Regions from separate parts of the Rattus norvegicus genome. Here region 2 is linked to region 1. The links are chromatin contacts, called in public Hi-C maps. All regions are on one chromosome and are shown on one strand. Each heading gives the region's core, a stretch centred on a gene start, on an enhancer-like site or on the middle of the called end of the contact. The rest is flanking DNA. Distances are from core to core; before and after follow the strand shown.

Evidence for each region. A called contact is a pair of places that touch in the nucleus more often than the background predicts.
Region 2: a contact with region 1 is called in a Hi-C map of liver, with 2.8 times the contacts expected there. The contact joins the promoter of Ttpa here to the enhancer-like site in region 1. A contact is called at or near these places in 2 of 12 Hi-C or Micro-C datasets (kidney and liver).

What each region holds. Positions count from the first base shown.
Region 1 is chr5:38,256,580-38,259,336 of GRCr8, reverse strand. No RefSeq gene overlaps it. Among named protein-coding and RNA genes, the nearest start is that of Ttpa, 36 kb to the left of the region's middle. Within about 2 kb of position 1,471, at least 5 of the 93 cell types and tissues checked have an H3K27ac peak or open chromatin away from gene starts, as enhancers often do. A contact at or near this core is called in liver, where this site is marked.
Region 2 is chr5:38,292,870-38,295,740 of GRCr8, reverse strand. Ttpa (alpha tocopherol transfer protein) reads right to left here and starts at 1,320. Exons shown (of 5, transcript NM_013048.3): 1 at 1,112-1,320. The coding sequence starts at 1,315.

The DNA.
Region 1 (2,757 bases), core at 222-2,721:
ACAGATTGGCAGTCAAATTTAGGGGAAGTCAAACTTCTCAATTGCTGATTATACAATAAATGAAACACTAAACATTTGTAAGGACCATTAGTTTATTTTACACTAAATTTTTAAACTAAACTAAACTTGAGGACTTTCAATTGGATACAATCTAGTTTAGTTCCCTCACCTCCAAAATTCAAGCCTATAGGATTAAAATACTATAGAGGAATGAATATTGACCAAAGAGATACTATGACACTTTGAACAATATATTTTATCTGTATATTTCCCCAAGTATTTTATATTTAATAAAAATAAATGTTAGGCTGGGCAGTGGTGTTGCACACCTTTAATCCTGGCACTCAAGAGGCAGAGGCAGGAGGCTGATCTCTGAGTTTGAGGCCAGTTTGGTCTACAAAGTGAGTTCCATGACAGTCAGGGCTACAGAAAGAAATCCTGTCTTGAAAAAAAAATAAAAATAAATATTATGTTTTCCTGAAATCCACTTAACTAAGATCTGGAAATTCCTATGTTCAGTGAGGAGTTAAAGAAGTGATTAAATGCATGTTACAACTTGGCAGTATAATTTAGAGAAAGTTGACTTCTCAGTTATTGATCACATAACAAATGAAACATTTAAACGTTGGTGCTGATCATTAACTTATTTTACGAGTGTTTATAAAGTATCATCTCTGTGCTAGGCACTATGCTAGACTGCCTGGAACTTTATTTCGTAATGTCAAACTAAAACACCTTATTTCAGGACTTAAATGACTCTTGTCAGGTACACTCAGTATGCTAAGAAAGAAGGAGTCTAAGTTTGAAGACAGGCTGGGTTATATACTTAGAACCTGTCTGAAAAGCAAGCAAATGAACAACAATAAAATAATGCATAGCTTTTCTCTTACTTGAAAGTCATTTCCTGTCATATTTCAGAAATAGCAAAAGTGTCTCGCACAGTTTTGGGACAAACATGACAGCTGCACTCTGTTGATTCAGCAGTGGCCTTTCATACACTTCCTGGTGTTGTAAATATCCAAAGACCAACTCCGGTATGTGTTTACTCAGCCTTGCCCTTTCAGTTAGTTCTGGAGAACAGTTATGAAAATTGACTTCTGTCCTCTCAGCCAAGTTTAAACAGTCCTCCAAAAAAGCCTGTATGTACATTTATACCTCATAAAATCTTTAAAATGTTTCAAAAATGTCACTGAATATCATTTTATATTCATTTGCCTTTAAGAAGCTTGCAAAAGCTATAACAAAAGAAACACAACAGCATGCCATTTGTAGAACATCCAATTACAGTTGGTCAAAGAGAGATGTCAACAGGTTTGCCTACTAAAGCATTACAAAACCAATACTTTTCATGGAATTAAGTCAACAGAGCTAATCTAAATTGTTTGGTAATGTGAATCCAAGTGCTCCAACAAGGGTGTGCAGTGAACCCAGAGGCTTGCCCAGGGGAGGTAATCATACCTGAATAGAGAGGTCTGTGTTCACAGAAGCTCATTGCCCAGCTCACTAAGTATTTAAAGGTCACTTAAAGCCTGTGGGAACCTCTTAGAGAGTATGTCAAGAACCACCTTCCTGCTATAGTTGGCCAAGCTGTGTCAACATGAGTAGTATAGGTCTGTGGCTCTGGAGAAAGCCCAGTGTGGAATATCTGTCTCTTCAGGGAACTACCGCAAAATAGCTGAGGCCAGCAGTAGGATGTGCTGCAGCAATTACAGCAATAAGTACAATCTCCCTTGATTGGCCAAGGGAGGTCACACACAGCTGCCATCTCCAGGGAATACTTTAGGGTGGGAGGAGCTTTTCCAGGACTTAAAATTTTAAGTGGTATCCAATACAAGTTGGATTTCCAAACAAGGAAATCTAGAGCTATAAGACATTAATATGAATATGAATTGATAAGAATACGATAAACTTTGTGCATGTAGCTGGCAATCTATCATGGTTATAATAGTTTTTTTTATTCAACTATTTTATTCATCAAACATAATGAGTACCTTTGTAAGGTGTCAGAAATTGGACCAGAATATGGGGTCATGAGTATTGGTTTCTATTAGGTTATTATGGGGCATAAGTCTTAACAATCATTTTAAATTTAAACAATTTTTAAAAAGTATTCAAACTAACAGAAATCTTAGCAATTTCCATTGTTAGTTTTGAAAAACTGTAAATTGAATATTATGTAATCAAGTTTAGATAGAGTTTATTATCCCTATCAATGAACTCATACAATAAAATCTTTATACTTTAGAGAATCCAAGAATGCAAATTTATTCTCTAAACTATTGATGCTTTTATAAACTGTTTTTAAAAAGACAGTCTCATGAACATGTGATCACAGTTTCAAGTTACTATTCGTGAATATGATTCTGATCATTGCCAAATGGTCATCAATATGATAAATGATGCTTGAGTTTTGTTTTGTTTTTCTTGTTTTGGGATTTTTGTTGGTGGTGGTGGTTTTGATTTGATTTGATTTGATTTGTTGTTGTGGTTGCTTTGGTTTGCTTTGGCTTTGAGGACTGGGCAGCACTTCAGGATTAGTAACTTCAGAAAGTACATAACACTTATGTATCTGAGACAAAGGAGTCATCAGATACCAAAACTGTGGACTAAGTGTCCCTAGGATGTTGCTATGATGACAGAAGTCCTTTAGATGATACTGAAGCGACCGAAAGACCAAGGAGTTCTCACAATGTGCCTCAGGGATTCTGGAAAGGAGACAACAGGTGCTTGTACTCTCCAGATACTCTGAGTGGTGTT
Region 2 (2,871 bases), core at 71-2,570, 37 kb before region 1:
CATATTTTATACTGTGAGGCAGAAGACTGCGGATATAAAAAAAGAGAAAAATAGAGAGAAACACTAAATGAAGAGATGAACGGTGAGCATGGCAGCACCGGGTCCCCATTGCTGAATGTAGGGATGGAGGGAGCCTAATAGCACCTGGAAACAATCGCTAAAGCCACAAACACGGAACTGGTTAGATACCCTTCGTGTATTATTTATGTCATGGTTTGATAGCAATTCCATCAACATTCTGTGCAACAAGCAGTTGAGAAAAGCCAAATAAAAAATAAAAAACACAAACGCCTGTTTGCATGAGCAAAAAGCACATGCTTAAAGTAGTAGATGATACCACTCTTCTGGGTACTCACGGTCTAACTAAAGTTTGTGTTGGGAATTTTTCTTTTAGGAAATACTTTTGAACTTTTTACTGTTTTATATTGTTTGTTGTTTTTGCCATACTCGGTGATTATCCAATAAAATTAGTTGCATGAAAGAAGAGCATGTTGGAATTCCACAGCCTAAGTATTTTCCCTTGCAGAAAGGTCTAGATTAGTCCTTCGCTGACCACTGACTAGTTATCCCATGCCAACCAGAGCGCTTGGCACACCTTGTGCTAACATTCCAGGTTAATGTGCAATTTTCGAAACTACTGTCATGTCCTCACAGTTAGTGGACAGATAACAGTGCTGACCCCAAGAGGGACAAAGTCAAGGTCGCATCTCTCTGGCTCCATGGCTCTTTCTCAGTGTGGTGTGAAGACCTGAAACACAAAAGAATCGCCAGTCCTGCCCTGGATTTCAAAGGAACCAAACTGACTGTGCTGTCATTTAGCTCTATTAACATAATCTTTTTCAAGATGCCTTCAGATGTCCATTTTGTCCCCTCCTCTGTCCACTCCTGGAGTTGTCTCCTCAGGTGTGTAACACAGTTGAGCACCCCAGGAGGTCTCCACTTTGTTAATCGCGGGGACTCTAGTAGTCCTGGGGAGGTCCTCCACGGCAGCGGGAACCAGAGCATCGACGGGCGGAATCCCGGGTCTAGGCGCGCTTGCAGCCACACTGCCACGCTCGGTACGCGTGGATCCCAGCCCCGCCGCGGTCTGCCCGCCCGGGTTCACACTTACGCGCCAGGCCAGGTCCAGGTCGAAATCCCGGGCACGCAGGAATCGCAACAAGAAAGCGTCTGTGAGCGGCTGCGGGGTCTCTGGGACGCCCTCCTCCTGCGCCCGGCGCCTCAGTTCGGCCAGGCCCGGCTGGACCAGGGGCGAGTGGTCGGGCTGCTCGTTGAGCTGTTTTCCAACCACTGGCCCCGGCCGCATCTCTGCCATGCCCGCCGCGCTGTCCCGGCGGCAGGGGGAAAAATGTGGGCCCAGAGCCATCCTCCGCCCCCCGCCGTGGCCGCCGCCCCGCGCACACTCACCCGGTGCCGCCCGGATCTCCGGTGTCCCGCTGGTACAACCGCCAAGGAGTCCTCTTAAAGGAACGCACATGGTGCCCTCCGCTGCTCATCAGGGTAGCCGCAGCCAGACCCAGTGAAGGAAAGCCTCTAGTGTTGAACCCAAAGAAGGTGAAGTCACAGTTACTTGGAATGTTTCTAATCAGGCTGCCAGAGAACTTTTCTTTCCCTTTCCTCGTTGCCCTTCCCCCTCTGTTCCGTTTTGGAATCAGGAAACAAGGTAAAGAGGCTTTAAAGGGCTCTTTAATTAGTCTGGGTGTCAGACACTCAGGAACACCCTACCGCACCCCAACCCGATCCCTTCCTTAAGGCTGAGCTCAGGCCAGCTCTAATATTCTAACTAGTTTCCAAAATGCAATTCGAGGAAGCCACCTTCCGCAGTCTCGCTGCTCCTCCCCCCTCCTTGCTTCTCTCCAGGAAAATACTTTCCAGATCTTGGCATCTGGCTCTACTAGAGTCATATATACAAGGAGAGCGGGTAGGGGAGGGCACGTTTTAAACACTAATGATGCTTGTGTTTAGGCTTCACAGTCTCTCAGTCAAGACCCTTAAGTGATGGAATCTGAAGGATGTCAGGTGAAGAAGAGTAGGCAGAGATGACCCAGAAATCTGAACACATGGAGGTATTTTCCCCTTCATTCCCATCCATTAAAATTACCCTACACTTGAACTGCCACCTAGACAGAAGAGGAATTAGTTTTACGGACTCCGTTCTGTCTAGGTGGCAGTTCAAGTGTGCATGTTCACGAAACGCTGATTTCGCGAGTGAAACCAGCCTTAAAGGAACTCAGAGCAAGAATGTCTGACGGAGTGGTTCCTGGGTAGAGACCATGTTCTGATTATTGGTGGGTATTTTCAAAACAAAACTCCTACCTTGGAGACGTTTTCATTTTTGCGTGGTCTGGAGGGAAAAGCAACAGAAATAAATCTACATGGTGTAGGAGAACAATCTGCAAACAACAGGAAACAAGGCAAAGCTGATAGAGAATCCGCTGTGATATGTGAATTTCGGAATCACTAAGAGAGCTGGCCTGGGACGCTTGGGGCTAAGGGGCTGTGAGCTTTGACTTCTATGTTGAGGAGGGAGAAGGAACAGTATTACATAACCAGAATCTAATCAGAAAATTGTTAAAAGTCTCAAATCCTGGGATAAATGTCTAAGGTCCCTTTTAACATATCAAAGTGGACCTGTCCCCGAAGTTGTGCCAGCATCTCTCTGTCCCTCCACCTCCTCATTCCAGGGTATGGCAGGTGTGCTCTACCCTACCCTCTACCCCCACAACTCTCCAGCCTCACCTCTCCAGGGCGTGGGCCGCCCTTGCCTAGAAGCTCATCCCTATTCATCCCTATTGGTTACCTTTCCACCTTTTTTTTTTTTAACTTTTCGAATGTTACCACCTTCCTCTTCCCTATACGTCTATAAACCCT